Linked DNA regions of Anas platyrhynchos: region 2 is linked to region 1. A link is a contact called in public Hi-C data. All regions are on one chromosome and are shown on one strand. Each heading gives the region's core, a stretch centred on a gene start, on an enhancer-like site or on the middle of the called end of the contact. The rest is flanking DNA. Distances are from core to core; before and after follow the strand shown.

Region 1 (5,220 bases), core at 748-3,247:
CACAATGTTTTAGAGTCACTACACTGTCAGAATGAGGTCTGAGAACAGGAATCCCTGTGTTTGGCTGTCACTGACTTGAAAGTACCTAAAAAGATTTACTGGCTATACATGATATCCAACAGATGTTGTAGATTACGTCAACCTGCAGGGCAAGTCTTCCTGTGTACAGACTGCAGGCAGACTGCAGTTTTTGATGTACATCATGCTATCTCTAGTTTTAATGATAAAGACCATTTTAATGATGATTTTAGTGATAACCACGACTGAAATGAGATCTTGTGGCTCAGTCATGGCTGACTGTAACAAATAATAGTGTCTCTGGTCTAACGATCTAATCTTAAACTCAATGAAACGATGAGGTTCCTTTGTCAAATAAATGTGACTTAAAAAAAGAAGCAGAACAAAACAACACTTTAAAAAAGGAACCTGCGAAAAAAAGAGTATTTTTAAATCTTTTGTCTCAGGATGTCTTTCCTTCAAACGATGCTGACTGCATAATAGCACTGTGCAAGGCAGATATGATAATTGCTACTTCAGCATGTCTAGCAATAGAACAGCAAGAATGTCTTCAGCCTCTTCCTCTCCGTGAGTGAGCAAGTATCTGAAACAGAATCATTCGCTGCCTTAATGTTTCTTTTGGACTCTGTTTGGCTGACTTCAGTTTTGCCAACCCCAAAAATTAATATTTGGGAGGCTTCCCTCCTTTGGCCCTTAAATAAATCATTGGGTTGTCTGTTTGTTTATTTGTCTCCTTTTTAACTTCTTCTTCCCCACTCTGAGCTCACAGAGAAAGGGAGGTGTGTAATACCTAACACAGAGTTAGAGCAGAGAAGGATTTCAACCTCCATGGTCAGAGCTCCCTCTCCTCAAAAAGAAAAAAGCAAGCTTGGATCCAGAAAAGAAAAAGCCAGCTGGATTTTGAGATGGGCATTGTTCACATGCACAGGGAGAAGAAAATGCACCAGTTGTAGTATAAAGTCAGAAGACAGAAATCTCAGCTCAGGAACCAGAAATACACTTCACTAATAGTGCGCTGGACCCAGAGCTTGCTTTCTGCAGGTTCCTACACTCATGACATTTCTTCCTGCTGTAGGAACAGCTGAGGAGCACTGTGTATACAAGCTGTCCTGATGTGGGTCAAAAAAAAATTAGCTCATTAACCCTAACCTAATTCCTTCTGTCTTTGCAGTGAGAGTGTAGCCAAGTGGTTGCTGACTGTATAGTGGGGTGTGAAAGTGCTCTTCTCTGTAGAGCCTGGGCACTTGTGTTGTAAAAACATAAACTCTTATCAAATGATCTAAGTAATGAGTAGCAGAATCAAAGCCACAGCCTGCTTTCTGCTGGAAGGTAGGCAGGCCACAGCCATGCAGAAGCTTGAGGAAATGGCCACTGTGCTGTGATTTTGAGACAAAGTGGATGGATTTTATTTTTGCTGTCAAGTAAGAACACAGCCTGCCATCTGCATTAGTGCTTAAAGCAAATGCAAGCAAATGCTTCTTGCACATCTGAACTGTGAAATACACGTTACATGTAGTCTCTGAGGTTTCCATACTGGGCCTTTCTCAGTATTAATTCTCAGCATATCAAGATTAAGTGTGCGGATCGACTAACATCGGTGTGTGGAACGAGAAGAGGAACACCTAAATGCCACTTGAGTGTCTGGGCTGTGATCCTCCTTTTCTAGTGGTTCACTAGCAGCTGGGTGTAGGGCGACGTGTTACCACACAGGTGGTCAAGCATGTTCGGAAACACCGGGCCTTGCTGCTCCTTGGAGCAGGCTAATCCTCTGTCTTGCTGAGTTCCTGTCTTCTAATCGCCTTTTTATTTTATTTTTTTATTTTTTTTTATTCCCCCCCCCCCCCTAGTTTTATAACTCTCACATTAGTGGTTTTCCCCCGAGGCCTTGATTTGATAACTAATATGAGTCAATTTCACTTTTGTGTGTGTTTGCTTTTTTATCTTGCCTGGCTCTCTCACTGCTCGAAAACAAATTTATTCGGTAAAGCCACATATCTTAATTAATTAACTGGGCCCTGGGCTGTGGGCTACAGCTTATGACCTTCAGAGAGGACGTGGCATTTCAGTACAGCTGCTCTCCAACAGACGATGATTGCTGCATTATGGACCAGGGCAACGCATCTGCTAGTGTGGGGAGGTGGCCGGTCCCTGGGGAGCTGCTGAGGGATGGGGAGGGGAGGGAGGGAAAAAGATGGCCTGGGAATGGAGCCAGGAGATGAAGGTGGGATCTTATTAATGTTTACAAGTATCTTAAGCGTGGGAGACTGAGGGATTTGGCCAACCTCTTTTCAGTGGTTTGCGGGGATAGGACAAGGGGCAATGGCCACAAGATAGAGCACAGGAAGTTCTGCACCATCACGTGAAAGAACTTCTTCATGGTGAGGGTGGTGGAGCACTGGGACAGGTTGCCCAGGGAGGTTGTGGAGTCTCCTTCTCTGGAGATATTTGAGGCCTGTCTGGACGCCTACCTGGGCAGCCTGCTCTGAGGAACCTGCTTTGGCAGGGGGGTTGGACCCGATGATCTTTCCAGGTCCCTTCCAACCCCTTCAATTCTGTGATTCTGTGATGTGCTTGTAAGGTTCCTTCTGGGTGAGGAGACAGGCAGCACCAAGAAGTGTGGCTGAGGTAACCTGTGGATTTTGAGCTGTTGGGAAAAGCCTTCTTCTCCTGTTGCCTCTGGTGTCCTTACTGAGGAGCACTGTTTTGGCTCTGTGGCTTGCAGCAGTCACAGGCTTCTGCTTCCTTTCTCAGCCTCGCTGGCAGGAGCTCTGTTGCCCTCTGCATGCCACGTCCCCTGTTGCTCTCCAGCCAGCACTCCCCCTGCACCAATTCAAACCAAAATGTGCTGTGCCGCCTGGCTGCAGGGTAACCTCAGCCAGCTCCATGTAGCAGAGGCACCCGCAGCAGCCCCCATCTGGTACTCACAATTCTGCCGCCTGGGTGGCCTTGTCTTGATCTAGAAGTGGAGCAACAGGTCTCATGTGAGCATCCTTTCTCTTTGTTAGTAAAAATGACAAATAGGGTTGTTTTCTTATAAGAAAATTCAATAATAGCTCATATGACCAAAATGGTGTAACCTTTTCTATGGATGGGTCCTGAATGGTATGCTGCTCATGGTCCAGAGACCTGTTTGATGCTGCACTACTCAGGGTTCACAGCATCTAAAGGGATGCAAGATTATCTCTACTATTCCCTGGTTCTTTCATAGAATCATAGAATCACAGAAAGGTTTGGGTTGGAAGGGACCTTAAAGACCACCCAGTTCCACCCCCATGCCATGGGCAGGGACACCTCCCACCAGGTTGCCCAAAGCCCCATCCAGCCTGGCCTTGAGCACCTCCAGGGATGGGGCAGCCACAGCTTCTCTGGGCAGCCTGTGCCAGGGCCTCACTACCCATACAGTGAAGAATTTCTTCTTAATGTCTAATCTAAATGTCCCCTCTTTTAGGACCATTCTCCCTTGTCCTATCATTATCTACCTGAGTAGAGAGTCCCAATATGCCTTACCATCACTCTCTCAGGTGGGTGCAGTACCCAAACCATGGCTCTGCTGAACCTGAGGGCTTTTGTAGTTTTGTGCTCTCTGAGTTTGTCCAGAATGCCCAGCCCCCTACCGAGCCCCAGCCCACTTAGTGGCAGTCATTGCTGGAGAAAGGAAGAGCACCCAAGGTGGGCAGGGTATCAAAAATGAGACTACTTTTTAGAGTAACTGTGCACCTGGACTCCTTCCCATCACTCATGTGCTCTTTCCAGTCATCCTCAGGCTGTCCTGGTTATGGGACCACAACCTTATCGTTGACTGGCTTCCTTTTGGGATCCAGCTGGGATCCTTCTGCTCCTCCTCAGGAAGGGGACACTTGGAGCCTGAGGGCACGAGCCAGCCCCTGGGGCTGCCACCCCACCACAGGACACTGTATGGGGTGGTTCCCAGATCTCTCTCTGCCTGCCTTTCTGGGACCCCTATGCTTTTCTTCTCAAGGAGGATGGGATCTTAGTCCCAGTGTAAATTACAGGGGTCTATATTGGCATCACTGTGCAGAACTGGTCCCCTCTGTTTCTCCCCCTGAAGCTCTGAATGTCCACAGGGGACTTGCTGGTTCACAGAACTGGAGCTGAGAGAGGCATATGGTTTGCTCCAAATCTGGCAGGGGAACAAGTAGGAAAAGCACTCTCTGCACTACATCCAGCCACAGAAAGCATCTTGTGATGCCATTTGATCTCTGTAATGCTCCAGCCACCTTCCAACGTTTTGTAAAAGACATCCTGAATTATTTTATAATTGCATTGTAGAATATATAGACAGTATTTTTTAATTCTCCTCAATTCAAGACACACATAGACCATTCCTGGGAGATCTTGAATCACTTGCACAACAACAACTATGCCAAATTCAAGAGATGCTCCTTCCACAGGGTGGAAGCATGAGGTGGAGGTCCTGTGGTGTCTGTAGGTACCCCAACAGAGATTGAAACCATTGTGAGTGTGGGGTGGAATGTCTCTCAGGATTTGTCAACATCATTGATAATTCATAAAAGGTTTTTCCTGGATTGTGGCTCTCATAATGGCTCCTTGCCTTGCCCACTGAACCTCCACCATTTCATGTTTCCCCTTCACTTTCGTATGTGTCTGAGGAAACAGAATTTCAGGGCAGACAGCTTGCCGTGGAAGAACAACTCAGATTTGGAGGCACGTCTTGTGCATGCAGCCCTGCACTCTTTTCACCAAGACACCTCATTCTCAAGCAGAGGTTGAACTTACTGAAGATGTTCTCCAGGCCACTGCAAATGACCGTTCTTGGCACAACGTCATGCTGTGGCAAGCAGCTCCACATCCCACAGGACCCACTGTGCGTGCAGGTCCTCCACCAGCATCATGATGCACCTGCAGCTGGACATGGGGGCCACTGGAAGATGAAACACCCGATTGCCTGGACCTATTGGTGGTCCATGGTACAGGCAGATGTAGCTGACTATATCTACTCGTGTGATACCTGTGCTTACACCAAACAGCCCCTGCAAAGACATCAGCCACTTCCTAATCCCAACCAGCCATGGCAGTTTGGGACCATGGATTTCACAGCAGCCTGTGCCCCTTGCAGGGGAACACGGTTGTCCTGGTAGTGTAAAGTCACCCGGATGGGATGCTCTGTTTCCCTCAGGAAGCTGCTTACAGCCCCGTGGTCTGTCTGACTCTTTCTTCAGC
Region 2 (5,220 bases), core at 1,281-3,780, 53 kb after region 1:
TATTGGCTGTCTTTTATTATAATACACTTCAGTAGATGTTATTCTTTGAGCTATAATCATATTTTCCCAGAGATACTCCTTTTGTTCTACTCTGTTGGATATATGGAAAGGCCTATTTCAGAAATGATGCTGATGGAAATTGCATAGTTCTAATAGCATTATTCTTGTCATTAACATGTATTTCTCATATTTATTTGCTCAGTTATGCATATAAATTTAAAAATGCAAGTACCTAAAAGTTGAGTGTAGTTTTTCTTAGCTTGGGTGAGAAATGTTGTAATCAGACATTTTATCTGAAAATGTTTCAGAAGAACTATCTGAATAAGAAATTATCTAGTTACTTTCTATATCTAGATAGTTTATTGACCTAAGAATAGAAAAAAAGTATTAATCGAGGCATTAAAGAAGCTTGTCAATAGTTAACTAGTCGCTGTTGGACAGAACAAGCAATTTAACCAGTGAAAATTTTATTTTAGATTAGCTCTAGCTTCAAAAATTAAAGAGACAGTAAATAAATATGGTAGATGAGTTATCATCTGTGGGATTGTTCTGATGGGGATGTCTTTCTCTGAATAATCTGTTCTTTGAAGAATATTTTTTTCAGTTCTGATTAAAAAAGAACACAGGTGTGTTTAAGTTATCAGAGTACTTAAAAAGAAAAGCCAGATTAAATTTTCTCTTGCTTGAAAAAGTTTTGAAAGTTCACTTTCATTGTGATGTGAGATTAAAACCAGGTTTCTGATTGTTTGCATAAAAAGCAAAGGTAATAAAAATGTTTGGGAGTCCAGTGCATGTCAACAAAAATTCAAGTTCTCTCTCTTCTGTACACAAACCAATACAGAAGCTGTAAAGAGATTTGTAATATTGACACTTGAGTGAAAAGACAGGCAATGACAAAATGGATGAAATTCGTTATCAGTAATTGAATAGAAGATTTATACAAAATTTAAAATTCTAGGTAATGCAGTCCAAATACACTAGAAGTATGAACAGCCCAGATAAAAATGAGTACACGAAACATCATACATTTTTGTATTTTTAGTATGCAATCATAATTTCACTCTAAGTAATTTAGGAACCTTTCCTATGGCAGTTATGCCAGTCTGGTTTCTTTTTTCTCTGTTAAGCTTTCTGTTGTCATGGATTGAGTTAGCTGGGTTTTAGAGGAGCTGAAGTTGAATTTTGGTTGTCGTTTTGGTGTTGACCACCGTCATTCTCAAGAGGAACTTACAACTATTTATATTAAAAAAAATTAATTGTATCTGCATGCATATAAATAAAGTGGAAAACTGTCAAATACGTATATTACTAATATTCTTTATGATGTCTGTAATTGTTCCATAAACTGTATAGAGATAATGTGAATATGATTTTTTTTAGCCCAAGACCTGTAGGGAAAGGTGTAGAAGGACTTGCACGAGTTGGATCCCGAGCAGCACTTTCGTTTGCATTTGCGTTCCTTCGTAGAGCGTGGAGGTCAGGTAGGTCTATTCTGTAGCATACTGTGTCTATTTTTGATTTCTGAAGACATTTTTTTTCATAAAAGCATGTGCATGTATTAAAGATATAGCTCTATGCAAATACTTATAAATATTTGACTTCCATAATTGTATCTTACTTTTATGTGGTATTATGTCCAACAGTGTTGTTGTTGATCAAAGCCATTGGAGCCAGTCATTGCTATTCAAGCCAGTCCAGCTGCTGTATTGTGCTGGGATACTTTTATGCTTAGCTATACAAACTGGGATTTCACAAAGAGAACGCGTTTTAATGCCAGGTTTCAGAGAAGTTAGATTTATTTTTCAGAAAAGATGTATCGCTATACTACTGCAGCACAGTAGTCTGTCTTCATTCCTCTCAGGCTACGGGATGCAGCTTCCTCCCCACCTGTGTGGAGGATCAGTAGCTGGTAGTAGTCTGTCAAGCACACCAGTTTGGGGAGTGTCCTGGTGATACCTGTGATCTGGGGATTCAGGTAGACTGCAGACTTCCCTATGATGAGGTTCAACTCTGCATACTGGGCCCTCTGTTTCTCTCAGAAAGGAATTGACTACTACAATTACCCATCTGTCTTTCTTATTGGAGTCAGTCTTGAGGCATGGTGCCACTCCTCCTGTGTGTGATCTTGTAGTTGGGCCTTCCACCACACCCTCTCCTACCCCTCGTTCAAGATTGAGGGCCTCAAACCTATTCTGGAGGGGCCCCTGGGGAAGTGAGGTAGGTAGGTGGAGGGGTTGCCTGTGACACTGAACTGGGATTCGCTTCCAACCCTCATCTTCTTTTTGGTCCCCTCCCTCTGCCCAAGAGCGACAGGGCAGGGGCTCCACCACCCTCTGGGGGGCATCCCCCAGTGCCCTTCTCTCTGGTATGCCAAGGAGTTACTCCACCAAGCAGTCTCCAGCTCACACGCTCCTTAGTCTCTCCTTAGTCTCTCCACCTGCTCCTTGAACTCTGTCACCATGGCCAGCACACCTTGCACCTGAGAACAGGCAGTCTCCCCGCTGCCCTCTCCCGGCAGCAGCAGGCTCAGGCATTTCCTGCAGCTTGAGGCCTGAGCAGCCATGTCTCTGGGCAGGCCACAGTCTTTTTGAAGTGAGTTCTCTGCCTAGTGGACACCATGGTAGATTTGTTGTCTCGCAGACTTACCTAAATATTTGTCTCAGTCTGTGCTATTTGTTTAGATTGCAGTTATTTGGCTCTTCGTCCGGGCTAGTTCTTTTCCCAGTTGCCTCAGCAGATGCATAGCGGGACAAGCTGTTTTAAGACTTGCTGCCTTTCCAAATGCATTTTTTTTTGTGAAGCAGATTGTTCTTCAGAAGTCTTGCAGTCAAAATGTTTGTATGAATATTGAGAACTCATGTACATATTAAGTAACTCGTAACAGTGAGATTAAAAAAATAAAAATCCACAAAGTGTTGTATAAAACATCTGTATGCCTTCTGTGAAGGTGTGGGTATAACTAGTATTACTGTGATCCTTAGGTGAAGATGCAGACCTGTGCAGTGAGCTGTTACAGGAGTCACTTGATGCACTACGAGCTCTGCCAGAGGCATCCCTTTTTGATGAAGGGACTGTATCTTCTGTATGGCTGGAAGTTGTGGAAAGAGCTACTAAATTCCTAAGGTCTGTTGTGACTGGGTAAGTTTCTTCTTTAGGGTATTGCTGAAGTATCGTTTACATAGCAAACTTAAATCTCCTACCAACTGATGGCCTGAGCAGAATAGTTTAGAAAAGAAAAACAGTTGTTTTCCATAATGTTATATCAAGCAAACAAATGGTACATAAATTGTTGAAATGACGCTCCTCAAACATGGTTTAATTCCTTTAACTATTTAAGAAGAATCTAAACTTGAGTATTCTGAATTAACCTGTATAGACTTACCCTAAAAATACTATGTTGCTGTTGTAAGCTGTACCCATATGAAGAGTTTTTAGTAATGCAATATATGTGTATGCTTAACTGAGCCTTTCCACTACAGCAATATAATACAGACTGTGCATAGGGGGACAAAATAAAGATACTCACTCTGGACTTGGAGCACTCCCTTACTTTTCCCTGTTATTTAATAACTCTTAAACTTACCCTTTTATGATTGTTAAATTAACTTTTGAATACTGGAACTGCATCCTTATGGTGAATATCATAAAGGATATTTAAATTATACGTGTGAAAAATGTGTTTTTCATGTGAGCATATTTGAGAGCTAAGGAACAGGTAGTGAAGCTTTGGGCAGTTTTAAAGCTTAGTTGTCACTTTAAAAATAACCTTTTGTGGAAGGTGTCAGCTTTTGTTACATGCTTTCATTGCCAATTTCATATTCTGTAAGTTTAGTGGTTCTCGGTGTTTTGTAGATGCTTTTGTTAAGCAAATATCTATTGTTTCCAGTTATTTCTTAGCTAATGGATATTGTTTGATTTTTAAATAGAGACGTGCATGGAGCTCCCAGTACCAAAGGCCCAGGGAACATTCCGTTACAAGACCAGCACTTGGCACTTGCCATATTGCTAGAACTGGCAGTGCAGAGGGGCACGTTAAGGTGAGGAGCATGAACACTGATTTTTAACCACTGCTATTGGTTGGAATGACCAGAGCAGTGCCTGTCTTCAGTTTTCATTAGTTTTGCATAATGGTTGTGGTTCAAAGCATGTGGACCTTTACTGTAATGCAGTGGAGATCAAACTCTCATGTTAACTAGATTGTAAAATCCATTTTTGATATTCTGACATCTGCTTAAAACGTAAAGGTGTGACATCTGGTTAAAGATACAGAAAGTGAGTTGTATGAATAACCTAAAACGGTTTCCCTAAAAACGCTTATTAATGAAAGACATAATCTTCCTCTTTCAGCCAAATGTTGTCTGCAGTTATGTTGTTGCTTCAACTTTGGGATAACGGAACAAGGGAAACGGATAACGAACGATCTGCACAGGGAACAAGTGCACCCCTTCTGCCTTTGTTACAAAGATTTCAGAGTATAATATGTAATAAAGACGTGCCCAATACTGAGGAAGAGATTCAGGTACTTAGACTTGATTTAGTTGGAAGGGGCATTATCTTGGTATCAAACTTTATTTTGCTGACTAAATTAGCTACAGAATTATCCAAACAAAATTTGGATTTACTTTAGCCGTAGTATGATGACACATATACATGCACCACTGTTTGATTTTTTTGTGTGTACATTTGAGTTCCTTGAGGTGGGAGGAGGAATTTCATAGTGTGTTTATAAATAAATGTTGTATTCCAGAGCTAATGCTTTTGTGTTAACTTACAAATGTGACTAGTTAACTTTTCTGTACATTTGGATTGTTTTTATTTAATTTTGTAAGAAGTCAACTAAACTACAACTCTTAGTGAATGTTACTGGGGTTGATAAAAACACAGCAAAGAGTGTTATTACACTTCCTATTCACAATGTGACTTAATTTTCTCAACGTATGTGTTTGGGATTTTCCTTTACTTTAAGAAAAAATATGTGCCTGTTTAAATAAGTTTCTCTTAAACTTGTGCAGATACTCAGCATATCTATAGTGTATTCTGTATCTGTATGTGTAGTGGAATGGAAATATGTTGAATATTCTTCTGACTGCTCTTTTTTCTTTTTTAGCTGCTGACTTATCCTCTGAGTCCAAATGAAAGTTTTCTAAGGTATCTGACTTTACCACAGGACAATGAGCTAGCGATTGATCTGAGGCAAACTGCAGTTGTGATCATGGCCCA

Evidence for each region. A called contact is a pair of places that touch in the nucleus more often than the background predicts.
Region 2: a contact with region 1 is called in a Hi-C map of skeletal muscle, with 5 times the contacts expected there. The contact joins two enhancer-like sites. A contact is called at or near these places in 2 of 8 Hi-C or Micro-C datasets (skeletal muscle and subcutaneous adipose tissue).

The regions. Positions count from the first base shown.
Region 1 is chr1:137,752,319-137,757,538 of IASCAAS_PekinDuck_T2T, forward strand. No RefSeq gene overlaps it. Among named protein-coding and RNA genes, the nearest start is that of NIPA1, 8.2 kb to the left of the region's middle. Within about 2 kb of position 1,998, at least 1 of the 8 cell types and tissues checked has an H3K27ac peak or open chromatin away from gene starts, as enhancers often do.
Region 2 is chr1:137,804,326-137,809,545 of IASCAAS_PekinDuck_T2T, forward strand. HERC2 (HECT and RLD domain containing E3 ubiquitin protein ligase 2) reads left to right here. Exons shown (of 93, transcript XM_038173178.2): 6 at 1,381-1,481; 7 at 2,982-3,138; 8 at 3,927-4,037; 9 at 4,348-4,519; 10 at 5,108-5,220. Among named protein-coding and RNA genes, the nearest start is that of HERC2, 29 kb to the left of the region's middle. Within about 2 kb of position 2,531, at least 2 of the 8 cell types and tissues checked have an H3K27ac peak or open chromatin away from gene starts, as enhancers often do.